Linked DNA regions of Anser cygnoides: region 2 is linked to region 1. A link is a contact called in public Hi-C data. All regions are on one chromosome and are shown on one strand. Each heading gives the region's core, a stretch centred on a gene start, on an enhancer-like site or on the middle of the called end of the contact. The rest is flanking DNA. Distances are from core to core; before and after follow the strand shown.

The links. Hi-C and Micro-C count contacts between places; a contact is called where the count stands out from the background.
Region 2: a Hi-C map of liver shows a contact between it and region 1, with 2.2 times the contacts expected there. The contact joins the enhancer-like site here to the promoter of EDA2R in region 1. A contact is called at or near these places in 4 of 7 Hi-C or Micro-C datasets (granulosa cells and liver).

The regions. Positions count from the first base shown.
Region 1 is chr13:21,452,794-21,458,920 of Taihu_goose_T2T_genome, forward strand. It overlaps EDA2R (ectodysplasin A2 receptor), which reads left to right and starts at 2,419. Exons shown (of 9, transcript XM_067004827.1): 1 at 2,419-2,623.
Region 2 is chr13:21,514,070-21,519,920 of Taihu_goose_T2T_genome, forward strand. No RefSeq gene overlaps it. Among named protein-coding and RNA genes, the nearest start is that of EDA2R, 62 kb to the left of the region's middle. Within about 2 kb of position 2,497, at least 1 of the 3 cell types and tissues checked has open chromatin away from gene starts, as enhancers often do.

The DNA.
Region 1 (6,127 bases), core at 1,169-3,668:
GTCTTGAAAAAGTCTTGCCTAGTTTTACGACTCAAGCCCCAGAGAACCAAAATACCGTATCTTATAGAAGCCAAATGCCTTCTAAGCACCTTTAAAAAATGCCAGCAACAAATCATAACTGACGTGTACAGAGAAGTCATAGCATGCATGGGGTGATCACATGAAAAACCTAGTTCATGTAATGGCCTTGGAGAAAAGAAACCATTCTCACTGAGCTAGATGGATAGATGCAGGAAACACCATACAACCAGGTAAGAGAGTAAGTTCCTTTGAATACGTGCTCTATTATTTTGAGCACTGTAAATGGAAAAGGCATTGAATCAAAGAACATATAAGTCACAAATCACCTGAAAACTCTACTGCTCAGCTATATCTTATGCAATCACAAGATTTTTCATAGAGAAAAGTCAGTAGATCTCAGCCCAAAGCAGCTTCTCTCACAAGGTAAGCAACCAAAGGTGCTTCTGAAAAGGTGGCCTTGCCCACGAAACAAGAACTAAAACTGGAGAAATGTCGGCCTGGCAGGGATGAGACTTCACCTGAACACTGTGCTGGGCATTTCCCTTGGAGCACCTCCTCCAGGTTTCAGCTGGATGCCAGGTGCATCACAGCATGTGCAAAGAGGGGAATTCTGCACCACTCCCATCGCATTTCATGACCTCCCCATGTGGTTAAAATATGATTTGTGAAGTCTTAGGCAGGGTTGGGCAGAGTGCTGATCTGAAGTGGAGGGAAAGGTGTAAGGTGTCCAAATGGCTGTGATTTCTTCACCACATCTTGTGCCAAGTGCATGATTAAGCTGTTTCAGCTGGGGGATTGTGTGTTTGTGTGTGTCTGCATGCAGGTGGGGTGTTTATGGTCTGCAATTGCCCCCACGATATATTCGTGCCTGGAGTTGGGGCCCTCTACTGTTGTAAACATTCCAGTGTATAAGAAAAGCTTGTTAAACAGATTCCCTTCTTCGGGATTCATGGTTATGCTAATTTTTATTGTAATACAGTAATGCTGCCAATTATGTTTCATAATTATAACTCAATGAAGAGAACGTGACCCCGAACATATCAGGTAATTAGAGTCACACCATTAAATGTCTCAGGACATGTTTCTGTAGGCTGAAGCTAACATCTGAAAGGCCTTAGGCTGTGAAATACATCCAAATCTGTTGGATGTACAGCACTTTACCTACCCAACAGATCCCTTCATCTGGAATATCAGGTGTCTGGCCAACATCACGCAGCCAGTCACTCCTGTGTGCAGTTTCATGAGCCACTACAGCCAGCCTAAGTCTGTGCTGCCACCCAAAGGCCAGTGCTGCACCTCCCCAGGTGGCTGTTAAGCAGTTGCAGACACGCGTGGGGCAGCGCTGCTGCTCGTGCCTGCGGCTGTAAGGTGAGATGGGTCAAGTCGGTGATCTGAATGGGGGAAAAGTAAAACAGGGTAATAACATTTCCAGATCTCTTAGCACTCTGCTCTGGCTCACATAAGGCCACAAAGGGGACAGCATAATCTCACTGAAAGGAGCTGGGAGACAGGGAGGTTTCAGTCTCAGCCCCAGCTCTGGAGGGCCCATGCTGACCACTGAAACGCGCCTTCCCAGCGCCCCAGCAGCTGTGCATTGGCTGCCAGCAGGACCACCACGAACCCCGCGGCTCGGGGAAGCTCTGACTAGGTGGGGCGGTTTGTTCGGATAACCCACCCCGTCGGCACAGTGCGGTGTGCTGGATGCTCTGCCTGCAAGGCTTCCATCTCGATTCAGTCAGCTTCGGAGCAGAAAATAATTCTACATATGACCTCTGCTGACTTAATTTTTCCCAGTTAAACGACTCTCTTATCAGCTCTCCAAAGTGCGGGAGCTGATGGTAACGTCCTTGCCCGCCCTGGCTGTGTGTAAGCCCTGCAGCCGAGCACCCGCTCGCACTCCGCTGCTGCCTGACCGATGCAGGAGCAGCAGCAGCCGCACGGTGCGGGCCGGCTGCACAGACACGGACCTGCGAGAGGCAAACTGCCCGTGTGAGCAGGGAAGCCAGCCCCATCCCTCCGCAGAACGAGTCCAGCTGAGCTTTTTCCCTGTGGAGATTCCATCTTCCAGCTGGCTGAAGGACGGAGCTGTGGGAAATCAGAGGGCCTGGGGACGACGCAGCGGGGAAGGTGGCTGCTGCGTGGGATCTCACGCAACCCCGTCGGGCTGTCCCAGCCTGAGGTCTCCTTACACCCTGCTGGGGGCAGCTCTGAGACTCAGCAAAAGCACCCGCAGGAGAGAGGTCGCCTGAGCCGCGGGGTGCGGAGCCGGAGGGGGGGAGGCAGGGACCCCGCACGCGAGGCCGCCCGGATTCGCGGGACCTGCGATTTGCATAGCCCCGCCCAGGCGGCCCGCGCGGCCAATGGGAGGCGGCGGGGCGGGGCCGCCCGGGTGCGGATCCCGCGCGCTGCCCGCGGCGCGCCTCGCTCCACGCGGCGCCGCGCGCCCTGCCCGGGAGCCACGCGCGCCCTGTCCGGGAGCCACGCGCGTCCTGCCCGCGGCGCGTCCTGCCCGCGGCGCTCTGCCCGCGGCACGCCGCGCGTCCTGCCCGCGGAGCCCCGCAGCCTGCCCGCGGAGCCCTGCCCCACGCGCGCCGGGACGCAGGTGAGTGGCGGAGCCCACGCAGCCGCTCGCCCGCCCGCGGCAGCGGCTCCCGGCGTTTCGCTGGTGCCGGTGCCACCGTCGGGCGGGGGCCGCCGGCGGGTGGCGGCGCCGGGAGCGGCGCAGCGCGCGGTTGCGGCCGCCCCCGGCGCCGTGTCCGGGCCCGTGGCGCCGGGGCCGGGGGTGCCGCGGCCGTGGGGGCCGGTGCGGGGGCGGTGGGACGGGGGCAGCCGGTGGCGGGCCGGTGGCGACCTGGTGGCGAGCTGGTGGCGAGCCGTCGGGCCCCTCGGCGGGGCGTGCCCGGGCATATCCCCGCGCCCTGCCGCCGTCCCCAGGGTGGGCGGCGGGGGGCGCCGGCGGGGCCCGTCTTCGGGCCGGGGTCGGGCCGGCCGCGCGTGGGTGCGTGAGTACCGCTGGCGAGTTGTGCGCAGCGGTTGGTACTCGGGTTACGCGCCCCTTCTCCCTCTCGCCGTACCTGTGCGAGGGTGTTCACAGTTGTAGTAAGAATTGGAGGGAAAAATAGACGCTGCAGGTAACCGGAGTTGTTATTGCAAGCAAGACGGTGACGGTTATGAATGAGTAAACGTGGGGAGGAAAAAAAAAGAAAGGAAAAAAGAAAAAAAAAACAGATAAAAATCAAAGGTTTCATGTAAATTGGTAGGAGTTTTGGAAGTCTTAGTTGAGATATCTCATGAGCCACAGACACCCAAGAAGGATGACCAGAATTTCATTCAGTTTATATGAACATATGTACATGGGGGCCCTGTGATTGAAGGTATCCTGCTACTGAGGGTGTCTGCTCCTCTAGGATGCTCTATTCTTTCCCAGGCCCCATTTGCCCACCGCAGTTTCTCATGCAGCTCCTGCTGGTGTGGGCAGCCCTTCCTTGGGGCCTTTGGTGAGCAGCCGCTGTGGGCAGGGATGAGGCTGTGGCCGGGGGGGTGTTCTGTGGGACTCTAAAACTGAATGGGAACAACAGCGGAAACAGGAGTGATGCACCGTGTCCTGTATTGTGGGTGGTTTTGGTAGAGTTTCAAATATCTCCCTTTGCACTTGGAACGCGAGGAGCAGAAAGTGAACGCTGCAGCCCTGGGACTACTGCAGGGCAGTAAAGAGAGATGCAGCTTCTCCCAGAGTACCTCCCGTTCTCGTCTGCCGTTAGGATGCTTTCCTCTAAAGCAAATATAAGTTTCCAGCCACTCCATGCCAAGTAATTAGTGGACAATTTTGTGATCGGAACTTCCAAACGTGTTGGAAAACATGCTGATTTCCAAAAAGAGCATGGGAAGATCCAGAGTAAGTCCTTTTTTCCCCCTATTTTGTTTCTCTGAGCAGTCTTCTGGTCCACCAGGCATCCCCTAGGGGTGGCAGGTCACTCCCCGCATGCTGGTTAGTGTAGGAAGGCACACAGAAATGCTGCCTGGTGAAAAGGACTCCGGGTTAATGAACGCGAGTGGAGGAATAACTGAGCAAGAGGCTGGGGGTAGACATTGCCATATGCAAGACATGCAGTCATATTTTCCAAATAACCTTTCTTTTTTCCTCCCTCCTTTTCATTTGCAGTTTTTATTTGGGATATTTGTTCTCTAGTTTTGTTTTTCAATACATACCGACATTCCTTTTGAGGTCCTTCCTGCTGGTGCCTCCTGGCTCTGCTAGGCGGTAACTTCATTCATGAGGCCGCCCGTAGGGATCTGCTTGGCCGGCCCCTTGGCTCGAGCAGCCGTGCCCAGGAGCTGTTCCCTGTGCGCGGACACAAGGGCGCCTGAAGCAGGGGTCTTGGCTCAGGGCTCTCCCAGCAGCGGGGGCAGGCAGAGACCCCCACCCCTTCCTCGGGGGGGGCTTGTGTGCCCACGTAGGGGTGGCCCAGGGCAGGGGCTCGTGGGGCTGACCTGCTGCAGGTCCTGCCCTGCCCAACCTCTGTACCTGCTGCGGTGGTGACATGGCAGGGACCAGGAGCAACATCGTTTGTAATTGACTTTTTTTTTGTGTGTACCCTTTCGTTTATTTCCTCCTCCTTTTTATTCCCTACCACAATCTGTTAGCTGGACACAAAAGGGAGTTTATAAATAGTCCAGATTCCCATATAGTTTAATTTTTTTTGAAAACTTAGTTTACACTGGAAAAAGAGAATCAGAGCTCCAGAACTGTCACTGAGGTAAATGATCTGGGACTCGCACTGTAGCTTTGAGGAAATGCTTTTTTATCTGATGATGATGATCTGATGAAATTCATTCAGCAATTCACGTTTTTGCTGTCTCAGTAATAACGCAGCAGGGAGCACACCCTGCTCGCCCAACTCAGGCAAGTTGTCCCGTTAAGACGATAAAAAAGTACGTTAACAAGTTATGACTTTTAAGTTAGAAGATTTCGCATGTCTTGAAACAATGGCAGTACGTTTTGCTGCCTTCCAGCTGACAAGTACATTGATACCATACCATGTTTGTATTCCTCTTTGGCAGTCACCTTTAGATCCTCTGTAGTTTTCAGAGAGGTGGGAGGGTTTTGTTGTTTGTTTTTGTTTTTTACTTTCAGCTAATTAGGGCTAGTCATTTTTGTTGTTTATTAGACAATCAGAAATTGCTGCTTTTCCAGGGCAGTGCTATGTGGTTTTTGATGTGTGCTTCATTTACAAATTAAATGTCTTGGTGTTCTGGTATTGTTAAAATAAGTTTTTTTAAGAAGTACCATCACTTTGAATTTCATGCCAGATATTCAAGAAAGCTTTCATTCCACTTATCATTAAATTGTGGCTTGAGAAACAGCAGGCCTGGTCTATGCTTCACAGTTTTGCGGCGTGGTTGTGGTGTGATGTTTCCCCCACCATCCCTCAGCGATACCGTCATGCTGGCAGGTGTCCTAATGTACGCGTACTTGCACTGGCATAAGATTCCTTTTGCCTGTGTAACTTTCTCTATTTGGCAAACTGCTTTAAGCTGTGCCCCTCCTGGGGAGATAGTCTGGAAGGGATGTGTTCGTATCTGCAAACCCTTCTGACGTGCAGAAAAGTCTGTAAATTCACAAGAGAAAGAGGTCATGTCAGCAGAAGTTGTTTGCATTACAGTTTCACCAAGACTTTCTTTGTCATCTGTATTTCTTTCTTGTATTACGAGGACGCTTTGGAGAGCTGATAGGCAGGCAGCCCGAAGTCTTGCCTTCTTTTCTCTGAGTTCAGCCCCAGGTACCGGCGTACCGGCAGCGCTGGCTGGGCAGCCCGGTGTGATGGGATCCTACCAAGGCCTGGGGGCCTGGGGCTCGGAGCAGCAGCCTGCCAGCCTGCTGGCGTGGTGGCTATCGCCTGTGCTCGGCCTGTCTCCTGGCTTTTTATTTCTCCTCCTTCATTCAGCCCGTAGCAGGAGCCTAATGCTGAACTTGAATGTTTGTCCTTTGACAGTGGCACAGAGGTCCCTCTTCACCACCTTCTGAGATGGTGACAAATTTCCTTTATTTATTCTATAGTGTCAGTAACCTTTACGCTATTTATAGGCTGTGATCGTGCCCCTCCCG
Region 2 (5,851 bases), core at 1,247-3,746, 61 kb after region 1:
GCCGGGCAGCGGCGGCGCCCCGCGGGGGGCATCGGGGGGGCATCGGGGGGCATCGGGGGGCATCCGGGGGGCATCGGGGAGCATCCCGGGGGGCATCCCGGGGGCATCCCGGGGGGCATCCCAGGGGCATCCCGCCGGGCGTCCCGGCCCGACCGCGCGCGGGGAGCTCAAAGGCTGAGAACTGGCTGTGCGGCGGGGCTGAGGAGCCCGTTCCCCGAACCAGCACGAATCCTTCTTGCTGCTTGCTTGCCAGCTCTCTCCTCCTGGGACAAGTGCCCAGACACTCAACTGGGACAACCAGAATAGAAACTCTGGAGCTGGGTTTATAAAAGCAAGTCTTTGTATGGTCCCTGCCAAAGTCCCAGGCATACACCACGCACATTCCTGTGCGAGACCGTGTATTTCTGAGTGTTGTCCCCACCCCTCAGGCAGCAGAGGAGATTCACTGCCTCCAGTGGAGATGCTCGTGGGGCTCAGCTGCACCAGCTTGGAGTGGGTGCATCTCTTCCTACTTAGGTGGCCATGCTGATAGATGATTAGTCCTCTACTAGACCGCTAAGTAACTGATTCATTTTTAGATGATTTTTAGTTTCCACATAAAGTAGAAGAGCTTTCCACGGGAGGGTCTGTCTCAGTCTTCCTGTGTGGGCGTTTGCTGGAGGCAAAGAAACTCTTCAAGGAAGCAAGGCTCGCAAGGAGATCTTCCCACTGAGAACAACTTCCCCTTGCTGGGCAAATGATTTAGTTACACAGTTTGGATACGAGTGTAGCTGTGAGAATCACTCCAATTCTGCCTGCAGACAGCTGGTGTGCCTTATGAAAGCTTACCTGACCAAGCCACTCAGAAGACACCACTGAAAAGAATCTCTTTTCTGTCTCTTTATTCAAATTACCAATTTCCTAAGTGTACTGCCTCTTTTCAAAGTGCGTGGCTTTCATGTGCAAAGCACGTGGCGAGAGGGAGGAGGGGGACAGCACTGGGGTTATTGGGAGAACCAGAGAGGCATGCTCTACCACCGGAGCTTTTGGGGTTTGCTTCTGCTGCCACAGTATTCCCTCAAGATAGATGAGGACACATGCATAACGGTGTCAGCCAGTTATGCTCCTGGCCCTTTAAGCCTCAATCTGAAATGTAATACTTCAGGAATATTATGGTTTAAACAATTTTAGTCAGTGAGTCAGTTCTGGATTAGCAGCCCACAGAGGGAGGGTAATCACTCTCTCTCATAAATTAGCAACCAACAAGCTCTTTCCTTTGATGAATGTTGTTTTAAAGACTCATCTCACTTATTAGCTCCAAGCACACTGACCATTAATCATGGCAAAGGAAAAATGCACCCTCCTCCCCCTCATGGCTTTGTTCCTAGGACGACTAGCTCAGCCTCACCAGGAGACAAAACAAATAGGAAGAAGAGACCAGAAAGGACAAGGTCCCACCAGTCACATGGAGAAGTGGGGATCATTATGGGAAGGTCACCTCAAGTAATGGGAAGGATGGGAAATAGCACAAGTGCTTGCAAGACTTCGACCTAAAAATATTCAAAAACAGCTAAACCTTTGCCTGTCTTCAGAAAAGATCCTGTACCAAAATACAGGCAGTTCCAAATCTGGGTAGAATAGGCCCTAGTGGCCTTATCCTGACACCAGCTTATTGATTGCCACACACCCTCTCGGTTTCACATGACCCATATTTACTTTCATTGACTTTGGCTATTTTACCAGTAATTAACTCCTTCACTGCTTAAATGAGCTCTTCATTTTCACTACAAATCTGTACCTGTAGTGTTCTAAGCAAGCTGTGATTTACTGAGGGGGAATAGCAGTTAAATAGACCATGACAGCAGGTGAAGCTGCTAATGAGCAGAGAATTTCCTTGCACCTGGTTTGGATTTCATTTCTCAGTCTCCAGAAACTGAAACAAAAATCTGATTTTCCAGTCCGGGGAGGGAGATTTTAACTTGGTGATACCACTGAAGAGCCTCTGGGTTTGACTTTGAGCAGAAAGTCCCAGATGGGTCCATTAAGTGTGTATTTATTCTAACTTGCAAGGCATCATGGAAGGGTGGTAACTGCAACAAGTGCCAAAATGTGATCCAATCTCATATAAGATCTTGAACCAAATTTGTGATCTAATTCTGCTAGTTCCTGCAAACTTAGAAAAGGTCTGCCCCTCTTGTTTGTTTCTATGAGGGACATATTTCAAATGAGGCTTTTATGCTTATATACATATAACCATGTGTATATACACACATACACACACACACATTTTCCAGGGGGAATAATGGGGAATCATCCTTTCTAAAATGTCATGGAACTAAAGAATGATGTTGCTTCATATTCGATTCAGAGCATGGGGAAGAATTCATGCCTGGTTTAGAAGGACTCATGAAAATGCCTTTTTTTTTTTTCCTTGCCTGATCTGGCAGATGCTCAGCCCTTTTAAGAACTACACTGCCCAGATGTTCTGCTCCCATTATGATGTGAGTAGCAAAGGAATGCTGGTGACTCATAGCTGATTGCGTGCTCACAGCATCATTTCTATTTATTCCTCATGGGCTTCTTGCCACCTTAATGTTGTCGCAGCTTGCATTAACAAACACATGCTTATTTGGAACCTTTTAAAAAAAACCTCTCAATTCTTCCAGGTGACATCCATCTTTCTGGAAACACTTTTTTCTGCCTACTCAGTAGTGTCTCCAAATGTCTTGAACCCATTCTTCTCTACTGAGACCCCTTTCTAAACTGGACTTTCATTTGGAGATTGATCATTTAAGATGCTAGGCAAAGTTTTAAGATTTACAGTCAGTGCTAATCTTTTAGACTTCCCCATTTACCCAAGAGGTTGAAGACTCTACCAACAACACTGCTTCTAGAACTGCTTATTATTACTTCAAACCACTGCTTTCTTCTTACTAAAATGTAATGATTGGCAAATCAGTAAGATACATTGAAAAGGGAAAGTAAATTTTCACATTGCTTATGTTTCACCACTATCAGCAGAGATAGGATTTCAGTTTTAAACTTCATATGATGATGGGATATTGCTGCAGCATCCTCTCCTCCAAAAGGGCTCAAAACACATTAACCAAGGAAATTACTGTAGCATGTATTGGTTAAAATGAAGTGTCTGATGCCTGCTAACACTCATGGCAAGGTGATTCCTCTTCTCCAATCCCATAATCCCAGAAAAGTTTTATAAGGATTTTTAAATCCCTGTTTAGAACTCATTGATATTTGTTTCAATAGGGTTTAAATCAAGTAATAAAAGATCTGGCAATCTTCCCATGAAGAATCAGGGCCAGATCGGATGGGGCTTTGAGCAACCTGATCTAGTGGGAGGTGTCCCTGCCCATGGCACAGGGGGTTGGAATTAGATGGTCCTCAAGATCCATTTCAAACCAAACCATTCTATGATTCATTGGGCCCAGCAAAGTACCAGTAGTTTTGCAATCCTTTCTTCACATTGTTTCAGCATTTTACATTTCAAAACCTTTTCTTGGGGCCTACATTATTTTACAAAGTGCTCCCTGAAGAAGTAAAAGAAGAAGCTTATAGGAGATCATACTAGGCCAGCAGGTTCATTAGCAAAGGCATTAAAAGCAAGTTTGAATGTTTCAAAATCAATATAGCCAAACTGTTGTGTCTCTCAAGCCTTTAGAATTGTCCATCCATGGGAGGAAACTGGGGCAAGTGCCTGGTTGCACAGACTGCACCAGAGGAAGCAATTTTCCAGGGGACAAGAACAGCAGAGGAGGAACAAGGTGCATCTACAGCAGGGATTAATTTATTTCTTTGTGGGCATGCTAAATCAGTGAAAAAAATCTTTAAGCTGGGAGTGATGAAGTTGGTGACATGAACCCACAGGTGGGTTCAGGCCACAGCAACCTGACAGGAAGCCTTAACACAGGCAGTCAAAGGACAGACAGGGAGAAAAATTATGGCTCTTCAATGTCTGTGTCCTAATGAAAGAAACACAGGCTCTTTGCTTAGAAGAGCAAGAGATTCCTATAAAAAAAAAAAACAAAACTGTTCAAGCAGAAAACAAGGTGTCCACAATAGGAAATTATAAAATATTATTTTAAGTTTCTTACAGAAAATTTTTCACCTGAGGTTTATTCAGTTTAAAATAGCTTAAAATATAAACAATACTATGTAAAAAACCTTGATTTTTACATGGTAGCTGGTGATTCCTTTTTCTGGCTAGATCTCCAGTGAAACAAGTTTTTTCATAAAACATTTTTCAAGTCTTGTGGGACAGACAATTAGCATACTGGCTTCATGTGCTCTTAATACTTTCATTTCCTGCCTTAACTCCCTGTGACAAGTTATCCCAGGCATTTTTGGGAAACTTGCAGGAAGTTTGCAGCAGCAGAGGCTGATGAGGAACAGCAGAAACCCCTGGGATCCCTACTTCTGCCCCATACATTGGTTATAGATCACTTCATCTCTAGCAAGTGATGCCAAAACCAAAATCACCAGGTCCACCAGCAGCACAAGCAGATCCAGTTACCACTCGCTAAAGGTGCTCAAAGCCACTTCTGCCACAGACCTGCTGGGAGCCCTGGGCAGGGTAAAGTTCTGTACAGATACGACTGTGTGGACATTAGTAAATAATATGGCCTGAGATCTTATGGCAAGCAGCACGCGTGAACAGCCTAATATAAAAATAATGGGCTTTACAGGAAACATGAATGTCTTGCTATGCATTGCCTTAGTGAACAGGCTAGAGTGATACTGGGGATACTTGCCTCTTCAGGTAGCCACAAAGGTACCACAATGATAATGGAGTTAGGGAGGGTGGGGAGTGAGGGGAAGTGTTTTAATAGACAAGTATTTATTATCATAGGAAAGGACAAGATGATACATTTCATTTGAAAATGTTGGATCACAAAGAAAATTGAACCGACATTTATACACACATGTTAATTACCATAGATATCAGTACATCACAATGTGAATTTCCTAGAGTGAGAATATAACAAAGTGCATGTTCCTAGGTACCTTGCTTCAGGAACTGCCATTTGAAAGCCCAGCCAGATCCAGCAAATTTAAAAAAGGCAAAACCCTATTTAATCACAATAGTGACCGTCTTCGCAGTCAGGCTCCAGAACTGCAAAGGCTAACATATAGATTTAAAAAGCCTTCTAGGAAGAAACAGACATCTGGGGGGCAAGAGCTAAGATTTTTTTCCTGTTAAAAGAGGAACAACAACTGAAGCAAAATTATCACGTCAACTTCCAGTCTTAGCTGTGAGCTTGAGGGGTGGAAGCCAGCTCTTCTTTACAGATCAAGCAAGAAACAAAAACTCATTTCTAGTCACAAGAAGAGGTTTCCAGAACACATCTAAAACCTGCTCTTGGAGGCTCAGGGCAAAGCAAACATTCCTTGAATTTCTGCTACCCAGCTGTGCCCAGGGTGGCAATTCACAGTGCCCAGCTTTCTCTAAATCTATGCTTCCCCAGAGTTCCTTTTGGTACCTCTCACGACAATACCCAGAGGAATCTGGTTTAACATCTGCTCTTTTCAGTTTTCTAAGGCAAACTCATCATTGTCTGTTCTCCTTCAGGGTAGGAGACCAACTCAGGAAACTGGAAGAAAGGCACAAACAAAAGAGTCGTAACAAACCACACTGTGGCTACAAGCTCACCCTTCTCTAGCAGGGCTGGGCACACCGGGCTTCACTGCCTGCTGGGAGCAGCAGGAGCAGGGCAGCGCTCTGAGGAACAAGAGCCAAAGGAGCTGCGGGGCGTGGGATCAGGGAGATAAGCCCTGGCTGATCGGGCAGTGGTAAGGTGCAGCTTGTTTGGGGGAAACACACAGGCCCACCTGAGGAGGGTTGCCACAGTCACAG